Linked DNA regions of Mus musculus: all the other regions are linked to region 1. Evidence: chromatin contacts called from public HiChIP or PLAC-seq and Micro-C data. All regions are on one chromosome and are shown on one strand. The core of a region is the stretch at or near the end of the contact, and the rest is flanking DNA. Distances in the headings are between cores, read along the strand shown.

Region 1 (5,213 bases), core at 1,705-4,204:
CTCCTCCTCCTCCTCCTCCTCCTCCTCTCCCTCCTCCTCCTCCTCTCCTCCTCTTCCTCTTCCTCCTCCTCCTCCTCCCCCTCCTCCTCTCAAGGAATCCATCTCCACGGAGACACACTGAGAAAGCACCACTAAACTTTGCTTTCTCACAGAATCCTGGTTTGCATTACAGAGCTCAGCACATTCAGTCTGATTTGTGTACTCTCTTCCTTATATTTTATTGAGCACTGTCTAAAATGTATTCTCTGGGAGCAGAAAGAAAATTTCATGTTTATTGCCCTATTTGAGGCTCCTAGAACAGTGCCTGGCATATAGCAGGCACCTAATAAATAATTACTAAACTAAATGTTTAGGTGTTAAAAGTACATTCAAAAGACAAAAGAAAGAATTCATTTCCTAGAAGTGCTGGTGGCTTCAGGAAGTTGATTTGCTACTCAGTCACATGTCTATTACATTTCACTTAGCAGCTGGCAAATTTCTGGAGATTCAGGTCACCTGGTTTCTAAAAATATCTATCCACTATAATTCCAGAGCAATCCCTGGGGAAGTGACTATACTACTATTAGCAAGGAGTAAACTCCTTTAAGCCTGGAGGCCTGCCAGATCATTGGCGGTGTCTTATTTGGTGCTCAGATATAGCTTAGATGATAAATTATCTGATGTCCAGTTCATTAACAAGTCAACTCAAAATAACTAATAATTAATTGTAGGTAAGGTGACTTTGACCATATAAACTATATCAATTCAGGAATGTGGCAGGCCAAGTCATCTCTCTGGAAGGGGAAGTGTCATAGGTTAAAAAAGAGAAAGAGAGAGAGAGAGAGAGAGAGAGAGAGAGAGAGAGAGAGAGAGAGAGAGAGAGAGAGAACAAAAATGTGCCCACTTCTTATTAGTAAGTCGACTAATGAATCCAGGATTCACCCAGACATGAGACTTGGTTCTGGGCAAGCAAGTGGGAGCTACAGGGAAATACCAAGTACAGGCAGGCGCCATTGTCATCTTCTTACCAATGTCTTCATGAAACCTATTTTAAAGAAGATAAAGCTAAGGCTTACAGAGATGAAATGACTACTCCAGTGTCACTTAGCCAGAAGCTGTGAAGCTCATGGCCTAAATGCATCTTTGTCTGAAAGCCCCCACTGCTCTGCCCAATCTCCCTCGACCACACAAACAGCTTGAGGAGCATTTCCCGCACTAGGAAGACTAGGGAAATGCTAGGGTAAACTCTATGAAGTTCACATAGGATACTTTTCCCTCTGTGACATGACAGTGCAACCTAAGACTTTAAGAGATGATATTGGGGCAAACGAATAAAGCTCTGCCAAGCAAATTTTGGCAAATGCAGACATATGACCTCGGCCAGCTCTGCCCTTTCCATGGTCAGCCTGTGTAAAACACACCTATCCCCAAAGATAGATTCAGGACTGTCTTTAGGGGACGACTTCAAGGTTCTCGAGTCTGAAAGAAGTAAGATAGCATTCTAGGTCCTGTGATTTCATGATTCTAGTAATTCACTACATATTCAGTCACTATACTTTCCTTAAAGGGTTGTGTGTGTATGTGTAAGTACTTATATGTATGTGTTTAGTATATGTGTGGAAGCCAGAGGTTGTTTATCTTCCTCAATTTCTATCTACATTATCTTTGAGTCATGGCCTCTCACTGAATCCTGAGTTCCTCAATTTGACTGGATTGGCTGGCTAGCAAGCCCCACGGATCCTCTGGGTCTGTCTCAGGAGTGCCTCCTTATATGGGTGCTGGTGGTGAAATTCAAGTCGCACTTGACCAAGCCCTTCACAGGCTGAACTTTCTTCCCAGACACCTTCACTACAAATTTAATAACTGACGCTTCCTGGCTGTCGGGGTGACTGGCAATGAAGACACTGTTCTCAGAAGACAAGAGAACAAACACAGTCTTGTCTGTCTCTTCTAAGACTTGTTGAAAGGGAGACTTGGAATGACTGGAGTACGTGTGTGGAGGAGGGGAGTCCCTAAATTTTCCACAATGAGCATGTGTGCTTTTTAAGTCCAACTCCTTGATTCTTAGGTGAAGGAGGGAGGGTACAGCTGAAGGGAGCAAAGAGTGCTTAGACCCCTGGTTCTAGAGCTGTCACAGAGAGAGTGGCAGTTGCGGCCAAGTTTCTGATAGTTTTTGTCATCTCTCTTTTTTCTCGCCCCTGCACCTATTCACATTATCATGTCACTCCCCAAAGCCTCCTACCTTCTCTGGAATAGCTGAATCTGACAGTTTAAAAAGCCAGTCCTCTACAAAGGTCAAGGAAAACGAGTTCTAGTGTTTGAAATAAATCATCTATGTTATTATGTACTATATATGTAGATAGATAGATAGATACATAGATAGATACATAGATAGATAGATAGATAGATAGATAGATAGATAGATAGATAGATAGATAGATAGAAGATAGATGATAGGTAGGTAGATAGATAGATAGATAGATAGATAGATAGATAGATAGATAGATAGATAGATAGATAGATAATGATTTTATGGGTTTGGGAACACAAAAACTTAGCCTTTCCCTTCCAAGATTTACTTCTGTATTATTAATTTGATTGGGAATTTTTTTTTTTATTTTCACAAATGATGACGAGGCTTCTGGAGGCGAGCCCCTTGGAAAGCAATTTGAAAGGAATCCCAATGCAAATCCATGTGCACAGATTATCTGCTTCCCCTCACCCTGGCCCTGAACAACCTACCCATCTGCAAATCCTGCCTGGCACCTTCAGGTTATGCCAGAACCTGGGTCTGCAAGCCATCCTGCACGCCACCCTAGAGGGCGCGCTGCTTACACTTTCCGCCAACGGGGCGGCCGTGCTGGCTCCCAGGCTCCATAAAAGGGGAGGAGGCGGATCGGTTTCCTTCTCTCATTGAGAAAGCGGAGCGGATTGGAAGGCTGGGCGTATAAAGCGGCGCGGAGAGCGTGAAACAAAGCAGACCGATCGGAATTGGACTTGGGAAGAGAGGCGCGGAGTCAGGCAGAAAACTTGTAGGAGAGGAGTAAAGAGCCGCTGCCTCTCCTCCTCCACTCCGCTGTGCTTAAAGGGGTTCCCGCCGGCCTTGCGATTTATTTTTATATCTGCTTTTTATAGAGAGAAGTATATATATATATATATTTTTTCTTCTAAAGAGAAAATTCCTGTTCCAAGAGAAAATAAGGCAACATCAATGAAGGAGAGAAGAGCCAGCCAGAAATTATCCAGTAAATCTATCATGGATCCTAATCAGAACGTGAAATGCAAGATAGTAGTAGTGGGCGACAGCCAGTGTGGGAAAACCGCGCTGCTCCACGTCTTCGCCAAGGACTGCTTCCCAGAAGTGAGTGTGACCCGCACGTCTTGAGGGGAGCGGCTGGTGGGGTCCCCGGTCTGGAGGACTGCGCCTTTCTCCTGCTTCACTGATTTTCTTGAAAATCTTTCTCATGCCCAGCCGTCTCTGCCGCCACACGGCCGGGAAGCGAAAGTGTCCTGGAAGGGTCTTGGCTGGGACCCGCCAGCACCCTGGGCTCTTGGCCCCAGAAACTTGCTGGTTTCAGTGTGGGAGGCCGGGTGGGGAGACCTGGGTGGGCTCTCGGGAGGGGGCTGCGTGTTTACTGTGTAAGGAGTGTGAGGTTGTTGGTGGTGGTGGTTTTTTAATTGGGGGCTTGGTGGTTTTTCAAGTGTTCGATCTACGGGTCGTGTTTTTAATAATCTCTTTGCCACCTTCCTCTTCTGTCCCTTTCGTTCGTCCAGAATTACGTCCCTACGGTGTTTGAGAATTACACTGCCAGTTTTGAAATCGACACACAAAGAATAGAGTTGAGCCTGTGGGACACTTCAGGTAAGACTCGGCACACCGCGTGGCGGTCTGAACCGGTGCGCCCGGGGGCTCGGGATCTGGTGCCCTGTCTGCTAATGTGGCTCCTTGAGGGACTTCCCGGTCCCGAGCCGCCGGAAAATGTTATCCTTTCTGGGCAGGGGCAGCAATGGGAGTGATTGTGGTCTTGGGGACAGGAGGACGCTAGGTGTCCGGAGTGACCCTGCTGGAGGAGCCTCTGGTGGCCGCATGGCCTTGTGTTGTCCTTCCTTGGAGCCGTGCCGGAGCGGGCCGCCAGGGTGGCCCAGTGCTGGAGCATACAGAGCAGCGTGGAAGCCCTCCCGCTCGCGGAGGAAGCCCCTCATGGGTGTCACCAGCCATCTGGTTTGGGGGCAGGGGCGCAGGCTGAGCTGGGAGAAGATCCCCAAAGCCTCCGGGTTGCGTGGGGTGTTCCAGGCTGAGGGAGATGGGTGAATGGCCGGAGCCAGCGCCCGTGACGCCTACTGTCAGGAATGCGCTGGTGGTGCCGGCAGCGGCCACCGCGGGGCCTCCGCCCCCGCAGCCTCTGTGCCACCGGTGCAGAGCGGCTTCTGCGGCCGCCCAGGGATCACTCTGTGCCAGCTCTCCGAACATACCACTCCCCTACCCTTTTGCTTCGGCTTCGCCTGCCTGCAGAGCCGCAGGCAGCACCGATCGCCTTTGACCTTCCTGTCTACTTGAATTATTGGCGCCTTGGAGGGTTCCGTCCAGAGGTCTAGGGTTCAAGGCCGGGTTGTTGCCTTCCCATGCGCCCACCCACCAACGTGGCACAAGGTGGTGGGGAGGGCAGATTTTCGCGGGCAGGAAGGCTGGCAGCCCCGGCTGAGTTCGGGGAAGGGACAGTGAGGACTGAGCACCCCCCAACCCCCACACACCCCCGGTATCAAGACTGGCCAGAGGCTCGTCGGGAGAAACGCCTACTGTTAGTAGAAACCATACCTTCTCCAGAGGAGCAGAAACTACCAATCTGGGAGGGGAAAAGCCGGTGCTGGTGGGGAACTGGGCTGCCAGACAGATTAGGGCGAAACTGGCGAGGAGGAGCGCACAAGCGCCAACACGCAGGGTTGCTGTCAGGCGGGGTGGCCCGAGGTGGAGCCGTGCTCAACTGGGAGTGGCCTCGTGGAGCTTCAGCGAGCTTCCCACACCCTGGGCTGGAACCTCTGAGGGACTTGGGGAATTAGACTGTGGGAGGAAGGGGCCAGAGTCCCAAGATCTCCAGAGGCAACCCTCAGCACAAAGGCTAGAAGAAAGACTAGAGGGAAGTCTTGCACCGGCGCCTCTCACGGTCGGTGCCAGATGCTCAGACTGCTGCAGTGAGAAGGATGGATCCAGTTTCCCTCCGGAGAGTCAAGTTCTT
Region 2 (5,242 bases), core at 1,464-3,963, 160 kb before region 1:
GCAATGTTGAAGGTGGTCTATACCGCGTAGTATAATATATCCAGTTGTTTAATTCTTTTAGTAAATATAAACCCATCTCATTAGGATGCAATCTGCTTCATCTTTAATCATGGGTAAGATCTATGTGTTTCAAGTGATTTCTTTAAGATACATCTTCATGTTTTGTTACAAGTAAATGTTTGATTGGTACATCTAGTTCATATTTCATATATTTTACCTTATTTCATATGCACTTACATCTGGAGCCGAATAAAACTTTCTCAGGCAGAAAGGGGTAGTAAATGGCAAGTATTTGGAACCCCTGACTTCCAGAACTAAAGGGTTTATTTGTAAAAACAAAAACAAACAAACAAAGTAGTTATAGATTGATGAAACGTCATCTCACAAGTAAAAAATTCTTTCTTGATTATGAAAACTGGGCAGATGACTAAATGCACTTGAAAACTGACTTTGAAATCAGAAAATAAACTTAGTCTTTTCTGCCTTTGTTTCATATCTGTCTATCACATTTCTAGACATATTTTTTCCAGTTATGTATCGTGGAAACTGCAGACTGTTGCCCTCTTCCTGACTGAGATCAGCTTCTGCAAAGAACAGGGACATCTCAATTGAATGATCTCAGCTGAATCCACGTCAAGATTATTTATGTCTTCATTCTCATTCTATATTGCCCATGTCTAAAATAAGAAACATCACAAGCACCGGTCCTGTGTGAACTTTGATGATTTGTAGTTTTAATTAAGGAATTTTAAAGTATCGATGCAGAGTAGCACAGATGATTCCAAACAAAACGTAATTACAGAGGAGGGGACAAGCCACAAATCTGATGTGAGACTGCCTGACTTAGAAAACGATTACATCCTGTATCCTCCAGGAAGTTTGCTTTCCATTCAAATGGTCAAGAAGCCTGAGCATCCTTTGTTTCCCGGAGGGAAGTATATATCTGAAATCTGGCATAACCCACTGGATGTCGGTGCATCACTCATGGAAGGAGAACAATGAAGAAAAAGAAAATACATGAAAATAGACATATGAATTTGGGGAGCTTACTTGCCTTGAGGGGAAAGATCCGTGGAATAACTATTAGCACCCTTGAAAATATTGCTCCCATGCCTCATTATGCCACCTAGATTTCCATCCTGTCACATTCGATGAGGTTTGTGCAAGCCAGTGATGCTAGGCCTGTCAGCCTGATAGTCTAATTTAGAATGACTCTCATGGCACCATTTGTAAAGCTTCCTGCAAAGCAATGAAGGGAGCCTTGGCAGGTGTTCTTTCTAACTCCATTTGTTGAGGATATTTTACGATTTTGGTGTGAACAGTGCTGTGCTCATGATGTGAAGGTCCATCTAGGCATCCTTGCTGCTATTCATGATTTTAAAACAACAGCCACGGAAACATCAAAAAGCCCAAGCTGAGCACAAGAAGTTGCATCTAACTCAGCTGGTAGAAAGTCGTGTTGTTTACCATGCATTCAAGTTCATTACCTTAGTTGTGATTTGCTGCAATCAGCTAAATCCACTCTGTTAATTCTCTTACTTTTCAGTAAGATTCTAATTGCATATAGCAGGCTGTCTTTTGAGCCCTGGGTGAGCTGGCCATCTTAGTTAGAGAAAGTGTGTATTGTTCAGAGATCAAACAGCAACTACCTTGTTACATCTGCATACTTGGTTGTTTTCCAAGGAGTTCCTGGAACTCCCAGTATCTTTCTGGTACCAGAGTGTGCAGACCTTAGAAATCATCCCTAGGTTTGTTTCACCCTTGGTTTGAGGGCACAATCAGTGATAGTCAAAGAAGGAAGACACAGGCATTGAAGCTTCTAAGTGAATAAAAGACTACAGCACAGTGATGCTGTTCTAGGAGACATTATCAGGCAGTAGCAATCCTCAACTATGGGAATCCTTGCAGCCCAAGGGGACACAGAGGATAATTTCCATATAAAGGAAGCAGATGAGTCACTACCCTTCCTTCTGCCTCCAGAAAATGCCTATGTTCTTCCATAGCTCCAAGCCATTCTTTCCCAGAAAGCTTTAGGGATGGCACAGCTGAACTTCTTGTGTTTAGTGGGCTAATTTCCCCCCACTCTCGGGCAGGTGTAATGTTTATTGTCCATAGACATTGTGCATCTTTGTAGAGAGCCTGATGGGATCCCAGTAGAATGACGCGAGAGGAAGAACAAAGATAACAGAGAGCCTCGGTATAGCCTCTGGTCCTACTTCCAAATTATTTCGGGAATGATCTCTTCCTCTTCCTGTAGCTCTCAATGTGCGTCCTTGTATTCCCACTGCACACCAACATTTCAGGCTCTGTGTGTCCCCTCCCCATGCATTTCTCTCCCTAGACAGACAAGAATAATTATTTCTCTTCTCATTTTCCTCTTCCTATGGCCTCTCTGTGAGCATCATTAGGTTACACTATTACATTCCAAGAGCTATGCACTTGATTTAGGTGAATTTGCTAGAAACAGCGCTAACCCTGCTTGATTGAAGAGAAACCTCACATTTGCTCTCTTGCTTTCCCTCCCTGGATTTCTCCCTCTAGTTGAGTACAAAGAATCTGCAATCTGCTTTCAGTCAACACTGCTGACACATCAAAGAAATATGACTTTAATTTTTTTTTCTAAGAAAAAATGAATCATGTAGTGTTCCCCGTACAGACAGTACCCTCCTCTGTTAGATGGCTGTGTAATCTAAAATCCTGGGTCCCATTTTTTTATGCCAGCAATGGTCAAATGATTGAGACTGCAGTGCAGAGCGCCACCACACCAGGACATGACCTCATCTGCTCTGAGAAACGGAGTGGGGTTGAGCTGGGTCAGTGTTTGCGGGAGCATGTTTCCGGTGAGAGCTGAGAAAATCTCAGGAAGGGACAACAATTTCTCATTCTGTTCAACAGCCGTCTTTGATGAGAACACTTGAGTTGAAAATTCAAACTAATGATAAGCTTATTATTATCACAGGAAAACCACTCAGTAGAAAACAGTTCCATCTTTTTATGAATAAGCAACAAGACACAACAACTATTTTTTTAAAAAAGAAGAAGAAGGTTCATTCATAGTTCATTTTAATGTCAGGAAGTGAAAATAAGTGAATCCATTTTTTTTTCTCCCCAAATGAATAATTACTAAGGATGGGTGGTTACAAGCAGAACATTTTCAGCTTTTTTTTTTGTACTGCTCTAGTCGTCTTTTCTATGATTCATCTGTCATTTTTTTAAAGACCTTCAATAGTCTTGTGAATCATCTACATACCTGTTTCCAAAGACTACCAGAGAAATGCAGAGCACTTGCTGATCAAGGTTCACAAACCAGAGAGCCAGCCGCACTTAGGATCCAGAATATCTCACCAAACAAAGCAGCACGTTCTCCAGTCACTCAGATGAGCCAGGGCCTTTTGTCACGTTGTGCTGAGGCAGAGGAGGCAGTTTGGAAGATAAATAATGAGAAATAGCACTTAGGGCTGGATTTTGTAATTATGTTCTGCCCACTAAAGGTTCCTATAAGCATCACCAGGCCTTGACTCTTTCAGCTTCTCATGACTCATGGCTGCGATACAGCCCACTGTGAGGGAGCTGTAATCCGAAAGCCAGGAGAACAATCTCCCTTGAGTGTATGTGCAGGTGGACGAGCCAGGGGTGGGTGTCTGAGTCTGTTTCTGTGACAGCAGGACTTCTGCAGGTTTGTTTCAGCTGCCAAAGAAACGACTCTGCTGAATATGAATTAGGCTGTGCTTTACCTCTTGTCCTTGGAGGTATCTCTATCAACACCACACACACACACACACACACACACACACACACACACACACAGAGAGAGAGAGAGAGAGAGAGAGAGAGAGAGAGAGAGAGAGAGAGAGAGAGAGAGAGAGAGCCCACCCAGCTATGCTCTCAAATAAGGCAGGTAGTTGCATTTTCTGGAATCAACACTGAGCAAAGAAACATTCTAGAGCATGTATGCTGTGTGTGGAGGATAGCAGAGAAAATAAGGAACAAAGAATGTGTATTATAAACCCAAGGAAATAGATGGAATAGGTGACTTAATGAGAAAAAATAAAATAAAAAGAAAAGCAACTAATACAAGCTACTAAAATGGACAGTGAATTATACCTGTAAAAATATGAATTGAGTAAGTGACCCTGGACATTCTCATGCAAAGAAAAAGGACGTGAAAGAAGAAATAAAGTTGACAACTGGGAAAACTGCAGGTAAAATATTAGGTCCCTGGCACATCTTAGGAGAGATGCACAAAAAGCTAATATATTTCTAAACTTTCCAGATATACCTGAATTTTTTGTATGCAAGGTAAATTGGTATCTTTGGGCTGTGTCTCCCAAACTGACATTCTTCAAAACTATGCAATGTCCACTTATATTCCTATACTTTTAAGGGGTGTTCTGGTTTTAGAAACGACTCATTTATGCCCTGTCTTTGAGGTTAACAAAGAGTACTAGCACTGAAAGGACCACAGAATGCCTCTATAACACAGCTACCTGTAGGACTTGGCTCCCATTTTCTCCAAGTGTACTTGAATAAGACTTTTTTTCTTTGTTTGTGTGTCATGTTGTATTTTGTCCAAGGACCATTGGTTTAGGAGTCCTCTGTGGGTCCTAGGCAGAGAAGCCCCCCCCCAAGAGAACAAGGTTGAGCCCTGCATCCTTCCTCAATTGCTAGTAGAAATGGCATCCTGCATCTTTCCTCAATTGCTAGTGGAAATGCCTTTATCAATGCTCCAAAAGAACTTTCAGGTTTCCCCCTAATTCTTCAATCAACCATCTTCTTTTGAATCTTTTCATAATTTAACTGTTAACTGTTTTATTTTTATTATTTATTTGTTATTATTACTATTTTATTTTATTATTACTTCAAAATATTAATGTCTTGCCATTGCCAAACAGGCTCCTATAATCTTGAATACATTTTCTGTGTTCACTGGCTTATTTATCAAAGACAATATGATAAGTAAATGAAGATGTCCTGATGTCCTGTAGATACAACTTATCCTGAGCAGTGGAGGCAGGGGCACAAGGGTCGATCGGTGCTTCCAAGAACTCCTGTCATACCAATACAGCAAAGGGCTGGCTACTCTTTTGGCGTTTCAGTTAGTGACAAGTAGTTTTGGTAATCACAGTTTAACTAAAAACTTAGTGGATTCTTATTTGTTTCAGATATAGCAATATGTGCTCAGTGGTTGCTAGAGTTTGGATCTGGAAGCCCCACCCCTACCCCACAAGGCTCTGACCTTGCT
Region 3 (5,330 bases), core at 2,196-4,695, 220 kb before region 1:
TCACACAGTGTAGAAAGCATAACATTCCATTTCTACAAGTAATGCCATAAGTCAAGTGGTGATCTTTATTTCTTTGCTGTAATAAATAGGTCAAATCTAATAGATCATGTGGGCTTCACACCCTTCCAGAACTCTCACTGCAGTAATGGAAGCCACACATATAATAAGTATCCAGTAATATGACCCTTTTCCAATGAAATATTTTGTGGACAATGACATTTCATACTTCTCATGTGTCAGAAAATACTATTCTTCCTTTAGTTTTGTTTTCAATCATATAAAAATATAGAGAGCATTTTTATCCTCTATATCCAGCTATACCAAGACAATTAATTAGCATGCCCTAATTAATGACCTTATACAAAACAAACTCACTGTGCCCCAATGTTATGGGTTTAGTACGAGATTCAGCATAAATTGCATCCCCATTCCTTACACATAATCAAGCGCATTGATTTCACGCACCCAAATTACCACGATCTCTCACCTTGATAAAACCATAGACAAGTATCTCACAGCACCCAAGTTGAAGTCCAGGAGTTCTTCAGGCCCTACTGCAGCTTCGTGCTTTACATGTGAGCTGAACATGTATGTAGTTCCAGCTGCACTTCTGGGTTTATGAGGACTGTGGAATAGAGGCTCCTAGCTTCCTCTCTCTAGCTTCTCCCCCACCCCCATCACAGTTTTCACTCCCGAGGTAGGTAATTCCTAGGGTAACTGGGGGCAATAGGGATTGTAAATAGATGAAGGACAGCAAGAGAAGAAAAGGCAGTGAGGAGAGAACATGATTGATGAGAGGGAAGATGAAAGAGGACCACTGAAAATGGGTGAGCACTTTCTGTCCCCCAACTATGATGCTGTGGGTCACCTTCATGGCAGTAGACAGATGACTCAGGCCATTGTTAAAGTATCTAACATCAATGCATTTTGACACACATCAGTAGGCTCATAGTTATGTCCACTTATTGTATTGGTGCCCCTTACTGGTGAAGAGAAAGACTTTCTCTTACCCAGTATGAGGTTAATGGCTGTCACCTTGTTGAGTCCATTTTACTACCAGGGATAGACTAACTTTATAAAGATAAGAAGCTTGCGCAGCTCAGAATTTGGGAGGCTTAAAGTACTGACAGCATTTCACCAGTCCTGGAAAGGGTCCCATGGTGGATGAGAGAGCATGCTGAGGAAAAATAAGATCACATACACAAAACCTGTAAAGAAGAAGCAGGGTGTGGAGGCACACACCTTTAATATCAGCACTTGGGAGGCAGAAGCAGGAGATCTCTGTGACTCTGAGGCCAGCTTGATCTACAAAGCTAGTGTCAGGACAGCCACGATGGTTACACAGAGAACGCTGCCTCAAACAATAACAACAAAGAACAAACAACAACAACAACAAAGTAAGCAAGAGATACTGGATAGAGTCATGATCAGGCATTTATAGCAACTTTCAATGATATAGGAAATATATTTTCGTTCAATATTCAGATGAATTGGGACTCTTGTCTTTCTTTTGGTTTATGCTGCTTTCTAGTCTATTTGGACAGATATCTAGTGCCTGCCGGGGCAAGATTCACAACGGTAGTTTTCCTTCTTTGTGTATCAGGGTCCTGTACTGGCAATCTTTCTCACTACTGGTTCTCTGGGAAGCAAGTTCCCAACATGGGAATCTTTTTGGCTATAAACCATCTCAATACACCCCTATAACAACAACACAGACAACAAACAACCAAACAAAACCACCAATGAATCAATAAAAGAAAAAAACCATAACAAATTTATTTAGCCAACAGAGAAAACTATAGACTTTTGTGCTAGATCCAAATAAAAAAATTAATGTGGAGAACCATGACTGAACAAACGTGCTCATAACTTGCTAATTATGAACTAGGAAAGGAGGCCCCCAGGCCTATTTGTTCAGGTTTTTCTGTTTCTCTGTGTAGCAGTTCTGCCTGTGAATAGAACCAGAGAGCTGTGAACAAAGGGGCCCTTAGAGTGGAAGGGAGGAAGTTCCACCATGACATTCTTAGGTCTTACAATGTGCTTTGGAAGAGGAGAATATTACCCAAGACCCCCTTTATGAGGAAGAGGGGGATAAGTTTAGAAACCTTCCTATATCTCTATACTACTTTCCTTCATTTTGAAATGTACACTATGTCACATCTGACATTATCAGATGGCCCAAGAAGTGCCATCCAGAGATCCACAATTCACAATGTACTGGTCTGCCTTTATGTGTTCTGTCTCATAGAGAAGCCACGATATGACATCATGACATTTTTCCAGTCACAAAAACGGTATATTTTATTCTAGGAATACGGAGATGGCAGAAAGAAGCATCCTCTGAATAAAAATGCCTCATTGATAAAACTCACATCACACTATCAATACTCAGTTAGTTTGAAGATGTTGCATTAACTATCTTGGCACTAAAAAAAAAAAAAAAGGAAACACCAAAATTACTGAATAATTTTGATAGTTATAAAATTATCTTTTTCTCCTAGCTTCTTTAAATTTATGTCACTTGGCCAATTCCCCAGTTATATCAAGCACCACAAAGATAGATTTGTTTTGTGTTTTTAAACTCTGTATTCTTTTTTATTTATAATCTCAGTTTTCATCATTGTTATATCTTATTCCAAATTCTTTCTCCTGAGTCCACCAGTGCTGCTCTGGTTATTGTTTCTTTCTGATCTTATGTTTAGTGAATGATGCTCTTCTTAGCCTTCTTTGTCCTGCTTACCCAGTGTCCTCCTGTGTTTCTTGAACCACTCTAAAGACAGCGCGGTGCAAGCTCTCCTGGTGGCCAACTATCTATACCACACATTCCTAAGAAGTCTGGAAGGCTTTCCATTCTCAACTTCAGAGAGTTCCTTGAGAAGAATACCTCATGTACTATTAATTACTTTCCAGTGAGAAGACATGCTTTTGTTTTATAAATGATAATCTTCATTCTGCATTTATAGTTATGAACCCTTGCTACTGCAAAGTACCAAAATCAGGAAAAAATGACATTAATCTTTTAGTAGGTAAATTTAACTTGAATTGTCTAAAACACCAGCTTGTTGAAGTTAGTTATTTAATTTGAATATTTCTCATAGACCATCATTATGCTATCATTTTATTTACTTATTCATGCCATTATTCTTGCTTATTTTTCTCTTGAGAGAAGAAACAGTAAACAAAGAACAGAATGTTTTAATGCAAACACACACACACTTAATGACTTTTTATGCATGTCTGTTCATTCTCTTAAAGAATAAGAAAAACTATTAATTTACATTTTTCTTAATCAGATTACTGACTCTCTTAGACCCACACACATTTCTTCTTGTTGTGGTTGGTCTTGTGCTCTGTGTATTCAGAGGCAAGTTTCTTGGGACACTGTGTATTCTATGTCCCAAGACCAAGTTGCAGTCTGGACAAGGTCATTGTTTTGATGAATGTGTGCTAAGGAATGCTCTCTAATAATCTCTGTTTGGGTCATAATGGGCTACAGCCTATGACTGAGTGGAGAGAGGGGAGGAATAGCCTTGAAGTTGAGTAGGGGGACCACAAGGAAAAAGGACAGAGGAAGATAAAGAAGAAGGTCACTATGAGTCAGGATGGACCATGAGCACATGGCCAAGAGAAGCTCACCCTGAGGACGAACATGGAGGAGAGCAAGCTGGGAGAGACTCAAAATGCAAGAGAGAATCTCTCTCTCTCTCTCTCTCTCTCTCTCTCTCTCTCTCTCTCTCTCTCTCTCTCTGTGTGTGTGTGTGTGTGTGTGTGTGTGTGTGTGTGTGTGTGTAGACCTTCTCCGGGCCTCACCACATGGCTTCTTAAGTTTCTTAGATATCATAGTTTGATGGCACAGTTGTGTTATACATACTTTTGTTTTGCAAACCTTGGTGAACCTCAACAGCCTTTTGGTCTTGTGTAGGTGAGTTCTTTGGGTACCACCATTAAGCATTCAATGCTAGGAGACACTGGTTTGAATAACTTGTTTCCTACCCTCATTATCAAAGTGATCTCTTTCCATCAGAAGTGAGAACTATCTACAACTTCACGTATTTCCAAAATGCCAGTGACAAATTCAGGAAATTGGGGAATCACTGCCATCAGGTGACTAGCCACTGGTGACCCCATCCAGTTCCAAAGGAGAGTTCCAAACCCATGTTCACACAGATGACTCTGGCCTCAAAACAGAAAGACACAAACGTGAACAGGGATGGGTTGGGAGGAAAGGGTTGATAGGGCTAGGAGAAATACACAGGACAGTGGGGCAAGAGAAACCAGAGTATATCACATACGTGTAAGAAAATGTCTAAGAAATACTTTTTATAAAAAAGGTAAATAATACAATGCCAATCACATGAAAATAAAGGGGAAAAATTACCAAGGACATGCTCTGAGCAATATCTAAAGTCACATTGTTTTCCAAAGAAATGAAGAGCAGTTTTCCTTTTAAGCAGTCTGTGATACTGAGTGAGACACAGTGTTTCCACTTGGCTGACTTGCATGACTGGAGAGCAGAGGCAGAAGTTTAGTGGGCAAAGATGCCAGTAGCCACACCTCTGTTGTAAACCCACACATTAAGCCACTGTTACACCTGTTTTTACACATCTTGTGATTGTCTTCCTCCCATTTGGCCCATGTCTCAAGGACAGGAGGCAGCCCGTCAAGGGGTGGACTGAGAACCTTCACTTTCATGAGAGTCAGATTCGCTTGTTTATTTACGTCACACAGATTGGGAGATATTGATGAATGGATTCACAGATGGGGGAGGACTAAGAAGGGGCTTGCAGGGAGCTCAAGTCTAGTTTAGCAGACAAGGATGAGAGCGGTGAAACTGGACCTAAAATACTTGGTGCCTTGCTCCCCAGGGCCCCAGCCTGCCAACTCAAACACTTGAACCTGATTGTTTTACAGATACAGCGTGGCTGCATCATTTTTCAATTAAGCAAATGGTTTTGGAGAGCTGGGAGTGTGGTCGGATGTTAGTTCACTTGCTAACGCGTGCAAGACCCTGGATTGAAGCTTCATCAGCACAACAAACAAACAAACACTAGGATAATTTTAAATGTGAATATCTATTAACATATGGATATAAATAGACGAGTCGTTTGTATGTGCAGAGTGTATGTTTTTTGTTATGCCTGTTTGTGTTTCTTCTCTCAGGGATACATTTTGCTAAGGCAAAGCTGGATAACCGGAAGCGGAAGAAGATGCCGCAGGTGAGAAACAGCGGACCCTCTGAGGATCAGGAGGAAGCAACGGCCCCAGCTTTTCCAGTTTGACTGTGATTGCCCATTTTTGTGAACGCCGTCTCACATTAATGCTGCACTTTG
Region 4 (4,626 bases), core at 264-2,763, 140 kb after region 1:
GATTATTTTCATTTCCTTTATAGAAATTATATTGACACATTTTTTTCTGCATAGCAGAATACTTTACATGTATAACTTACTTATAACAATTATTAACTCTGATCTATACAATTCACTAAAATTTTCCTAATTTTATTAAACGTGCTATCATCACATACTAAGTAGTTGTGTGGTTTTACCACTGTGCCAAGTCCCTCTCGGCCACAGAAGGGACACTGTGACATGGATCCCATGCCTGGGACAGAGCCAGCAGGGTGTGGGCCTTCATGGGGGTCAAAGGTTGCTGTGTGCATAAGGCTTTGTATACAAATATATACTTTTACTTTATGTTCCTCCCTCTAGGAATGTGCTCTCTGCCAAGGTTAATAACTCCATGATAATCAGAGACAGGAATCTGGGAGGGGGTGTGGCTATGGTCTCTGAAAAATGGTAATCGCTGTAACCTTCAGGACAGCCCTTAAGGCTATGGGGCGGAACTCTGAAAACATGAGTTAAAAAATACAGAATTTCTCAACGATGTGAAATATAAGGATGTATGACTATGAATTGTATAGGAGCTTCACAGATCTAAAGGGACAGAGGCAGCTGCACTATTAGCCAGCTTGTCAGAAAGATACTAAAGAAGGAGATAAAGAGATTTAGAAAGTGGTGTCGAGATCCCACACAGCCAAGCTGTTTTGTATATTCTTACAAAGACAGGCAGATTCCTGCGTTCAAGGTCGGCCTGGCACACAGTGAGTTTAGGTCAAGGCTCAGTTACGGTAAGAATGGTCATTTCAGGATGGAGTTCCACCCAGCTGTCTTATTGTCTGTGCTTGTGTTTGCTGTCTTTTTCTGAGAATCAAGGGGCTGGGGCCCAGGGATGCGGATTCATGAGATAATCAAAAGGGAACCTGGGGTAATAACTGAATAGATATGTAAATAAAAGACGAGGCTTTGATATGCAAGAGGTTTTAGAAAAGCAAGAGAAAGCTGTCTGGAGAAGAACACACACACACCCACCCACACACACACCCACACACACACAGAGAAAGAGAGAGAGAGAGAGAGAGAGAGAGAGAGAGAGAGACAGACCGAGACAGAGACAGAGAGACAGAGAGACAGGGAGACAGGGAGACAGAGACAGAGACAGAGACAGAGACAGAGACAGAGACAGCACAATCTGGAAAGCTGTTTCGATCAAAACAGGCTGTATCAGCTTGTAACCTAACAAATCGAAAAACCCATGTTCGCTTTGCTGCTCCCAGATACCCCTTTCTCAGAATCTCTGTCCAAGCCGAGGCTGATCCTGGGCATCACTGAGATTCACATCAATTCTTTTGATGTTAAGAAATTATGAGTTCAAGTAATTGATCATTTGAATTAACATTCCAACTCCGTTAATTAGTGTTGAAACAGTAGGAGCCACCGTGAATGGCGATGACTTTTAAAACAAACTATACTCATGTCTAGACTGGTGACTGTTGAATTTGCTAAACTCTTTTTTCCCTCTAGCTAAAGAAGCAAGATTTGCATAAACTTAGGAGGATGCTTCTGAATGAGGAGCCCAAAATCAAATGGGAGGAGCAATGGGAGGAGCAATGGGAGGGCAATTCCCTGTTCACCATGGACCCAGACACAAGCCCATGGGAGTAAAGGCTGTAGGGTGTAAGTGAAGTGCAGCTCTGAGCTTTCTTGGGGTCCTCTAGGGTACATATTCCCCACGAGGATGGTTCAGTCCTTTGAGGAAAAGAGGGGTGGAACAAAAGTAGGGCCAGGCACTTAGTGTCTTTTGCTCCACAGCATACACGAGTTCCATGGCAGCACCAAGCAAGGAAGGGCAGGACTTGGGTGATGGTGACGTGCAAATATCCAGGGAAGAACAACACTTTTGGTTTCCAAAGACTGTAACTTCATATAGACAGTCCTTGAGAAGCCTACAAATTTATTTTTTTTTAAAGCAATTGCAAAATTGAGTAAGACTCAAGTAATTCCTTAACATTTTTTTAGATTACAAATGATCCTTTACATTCTCTTTTACATCCAGACCCTGACTTCTCTTTGCTGGGCCCTCCACAGCACATATATTTGGGAAGGAGGTATTTTGTGCCCCAGCCCAGTTTCCCACAAAGGGCTGAAGCATTCGCAGGCAGCTGACTGAGCAATTCTTCATAGAAGTGCTGGAACTCAATCAAGCAGGAAGCAAGGTCCTCAGATGCAGTTACAGGTTGTGGTAACACTTCTCTCTCTCTCTCTCTCTCTCTCTCTCTCTCTCTCTCTCTCTCTCTCTCCAAGACTTGGTGAAGATAGGGTTTCATTTCATGTGGTCTGAAAAATCATCCAGCAAAGACTGGTTTCATCCAGTTTAGTACAGATTGAAATTGGCTGTGGGCAGTCCACCTATGAAATTCTGACAGTCAGTAAGCTTTAGACAATTTAAAGACAGACAACTATGGGAAATCTGTGTCATTCTGAAATGATGCTTAAGATATTCTTTTAAACCTGGAATACAAACATCACATATGTGACTCTTATACATCTGTTGCAGCAAATCTCCATCCCAAATATGCCCCACCAATGAAAACACAACTCAATTAATATGAATACATGCTGTGCGCCTAGATTGGACAGATCTACCACTACACTACCATCTTCCACATCTATGAGACCCCTTAGAACTTGTGGATTCTCCAGGCCATGTGCTTCAGGGGAAGAGGTTCCCAACACGTCTGCTCTGCTTTTCTTCTTCTTCCTCCTCCTCTGTGTCCTCTCTCCCATTTTCTTCTTCTCTCTCCCAATCTTCTGTTCCACCTTCCCTTTTTGTGCCCAATCATCAGTTCTCCTTTATTTTACAAATTAAGGTGGGAAACAGATTTACAGGAAATCACCTGAGTGCTGACTCATTCCCTGTTCACAGTCCCTCACAGGAGAAAGGAATTAACATCAAATATAATTAGCCCCTGGGTCAACCACAACACACATCAGTGGGGTAATACCAGCATCCTGACAACGGGAAGGCTAGTAGTCAGGCCTGTGGCCCCTTGAAGCAGCGAGCAGTTGAACCTTATCCTGAGGAAATCACTTTGCACAATCATATATAAATTTAAAGGACACAATTTTTAAAAAAAGTTTTATGTGTTTTGGGTTTGTCTGCATGTATGTATGTGCCCATGTGTATTCCTGGTGCCTAAAAAATGCCAGAAGAGGGTGTCAGATCCCCCTGGGACTGGAGTTATAAATGGTTGTGAGCTACCATGTGTATGCTGGGAACTGAACCTGGATCCTCTGGAAAAGCAACAGTTGTTCTTAGTCACTGAGCCATCTCTCCAGCCCTCAAAGAACACAGCTCTTGACGTAGCTCTAAATAGTATAGTTTTCTGGCATGTTGGTTACCTTGAAGTTTAAAGGTGGAATGAGAACTTCATATTTAATACATCTAGTAGAATTTATGTAATTTAATGGCTTTTTGATTCATGGCCATCCATTTTTTAAATATAGGAGTATTTTCCTCAGTTTTTTGCTCGGAAGTATTCTACTAATCATCATAATATAAATAGAATATGTACAGAATAGTACATAAAAATTTTAAGAAAATTCTGGTGGCTATAAGGTGTTCAATGTTTAAGATATTCTAGATTAAAGTAACAACTAGTAATAGCATAAAATTGACCAGCAGCATAAATTATCAGAATTTTTTAAAGAATATGTTTGTCTCCTTTCTTTCTTTCTTTCTTTCTTTCTTTCTTTCTTTCTTTCTTTCTTTCTTTCTTTCTTTCTTTCTTTCTTTCTTTCTCTCTTTATATGTAAGTACAGTATTGCTGTCTTCAGACACTCCAGAAGAGGGCATCAGATTTCATTACAGATGGTTGTGAGCCACCATGTGGTTGCTGGGATTTGCACTCAAGACCTTTACAAGAGCAGTCGGCACTCTTAACCAGTGAGCCATCTTGCCAGCCTCCAAATTATCTTAATTTTGCATACATATTTATTAAGCATAAAAACTGTAGTGGAGCTGTGTCTCTTCATAGGATAGATTGACTTTGAAAGAGCCAATTTTATGAATATAAACCCATAAACAACTATTATTTACTAGTAAATAGGATGCAGTCTTAAGATTATTGTTTTGTATTTATTATGCAATGTTGTGGAAATTTAGTCATATAATTAATAAATGAGAATGGAAAGAATTTTGTTGTAAAAGCATTACATAATCTCTTTGTCTATTTCTTTTTTTCTTTTCTTTCCTTTTTTTTTTTTTTTTTTTTTTTTTTTTGGTTTTTCGAGACAGGGTTTCTCTGTGTAGCCCTGGCTGTCCTGGAGCTCTGTAGACCAGGCTGGCCTCGAAATCAGAAATCCTCCTGCCTCTGCCTCCTGAGTGCTGGGATTAAAGGTGTGTGCCACACCGCCTGGCTCTTTGTCTACTTCTTATTGTGAACGCCATAAGCATTTAACATGTAACTCCAGAAAACCATACAGTACCTAACTCATGGTTGCAGGGAGAGGGCAGGGCGGGATGAGTGGTTCTCGGCTATTTGGCTGGTAAGGCATGGGGCTTTCTTGTTATATCATCTTATGCAGAAGACGCAAAGAGAAGGGAAAGTGACCTATAAGGGTTGGATTTGTCCTTGTACAATGATCTATACTATG

Evidence for each region. Hi-C and Micro-C count contacts between places; a contact is called where the count stands out from the background. HiChIP or PLAC-seq counts read pairs in DNA pulled down with a chosen protein or histone mark.
Region 2: a contact with region 1 is called in an H3K27ac HiChIP or PLAC-seq map of the NIH/3T3 cell line, with 3 times the contacts expected there. The contact joins the enhancer-like site here to the promoter of Rnd3 in region 1. A contact is called at or near these places in 2 of 39 promoter capture datasets (3T3-L1-derived adipocytes and liver), 2 of 15 datasets of contacts at CTCF or cohesin (both in the NIH/3T3 cell line), 2 of 484 Hi-C or Micro-C datasets (granulosa cells and muscle stem cells) and 8 of 115 datasets of contacts at active chromatin or transcription factors (the NIH/3T3 cell line, bone marrow-derived macrophages, craniofacial prominence and 5 more).
Region 3: a Micro-C map of granulosa cells shows a contact between it and region 1, with 2.3 times the contacts expected there. The contact joins the enhancer-like site here to the promoter of Rnd3 in region 1. A contact is called at or near these places in 1 of 39 promoter capture datasets (frontonasal cranial neural crest), 3 of 484 Hi-C or Micro-C datasets (embryonic fibroblasts, granulosa cells and uterus) and 3 of 115 datasets of contacts at active chromatin or transcription factors (the NIH/3T3 cell line, bone marrow-derived macrophages and embryonic stem cells).
Region 4: an H3K4me3 HiChIP or PLAC-seq map of embryonic stem cells shows a contact between it and region 1, with 47 read pairs. The contact joins the enhancer-like site here to the promoter of Rnd3 in region 1. A contact is called at or near these places in 5 of 39 promoter capture datasets (the 3T3-L1 cell line, 3T3-L1-derived adipocytes, embryonic stem cells and 2 more), 1 of 15 datasets of contacts at CTCF or cohesin (embryonic stem cells), 7 of 484 Hi-C or Micro-C datasets (bone marrow-derived dendritic cells, bone marrow-derived macrophages, cardiomyocytes and 3 more), 23 of 115 datasets of contacts at active chromatin or transcription factors (bone marrow-derived dendritic cells, bone marrow-derived macrophages, embryonic forebrain and 11 more) and 2 of 9 other capture datasets (embryonic stem cells and liver).

The regions. Positions count from the first base shown.
Region 1 is chr2:51,146,852-51,152,064 of GRCm38.p6, reverse strand. It overlaps Rnd3 (Rho family GTPase 3), which reads left to right and starts at 2,954. Exons shown (of 5, transcript NM_028810.2): 1 at 2,954-3,340; 2 at 3,754-3,841. The coding sequence starts at 3,191.
Region 2 is chr2:51,303,147-51,308,388 of GRCm38.p6, reverse strand. No RefSeq gene overlaps it. Among named protein-coding and RNA genes, the nearest start is that of Gm13497, 64 kb to the right of the region's middle. Within about 2 kb of position 2,713, at least 64 of the 459 cell types and tissues checked have an H3K27ac peak or open chromatin away from gene starts, as enhancers often do. A contact at or near this core is called in the NIH/3T3 cell line, bone marrow-derived macrophages, embryonic fibroblasts and 2 more, where this site is marked.
Region 3 is chr2:51,363,721-51,369,050 of GRCm38.p6, reverse strand. No RefSeq gene overlaps it. Among named protein-coding and RNA genes, the nearest start is that of 1700057H21Rik, 72 kb to the left of the region's middle. Within about 2 kb of position 3,445, at least 3 of the 459 cell types and tissues checked have an H3K27ac peak or open chromatin away from gene starts, as enhancers often do. A contact at or near this core is called in granulosa cells, where this site is marked.
Region 4 is chr2:51,003,973-51,008,598 of GRCm38.p6, reverse strand. No RefSeq gene overlaps it. Among named protein-coding and RNA genes, the nearest start is that of Gm32360, 82 kb to the left of the region's middle. Within about 2 kb of position 1,513, at least 15 of the 459 cell types and tissues checked have an H3K27ac peak or open chromatin away from gene starts, as enhancers often do. A contact at or near this core is called in embryonic stem cells and reprogramming fibroblasts, where this site is marked.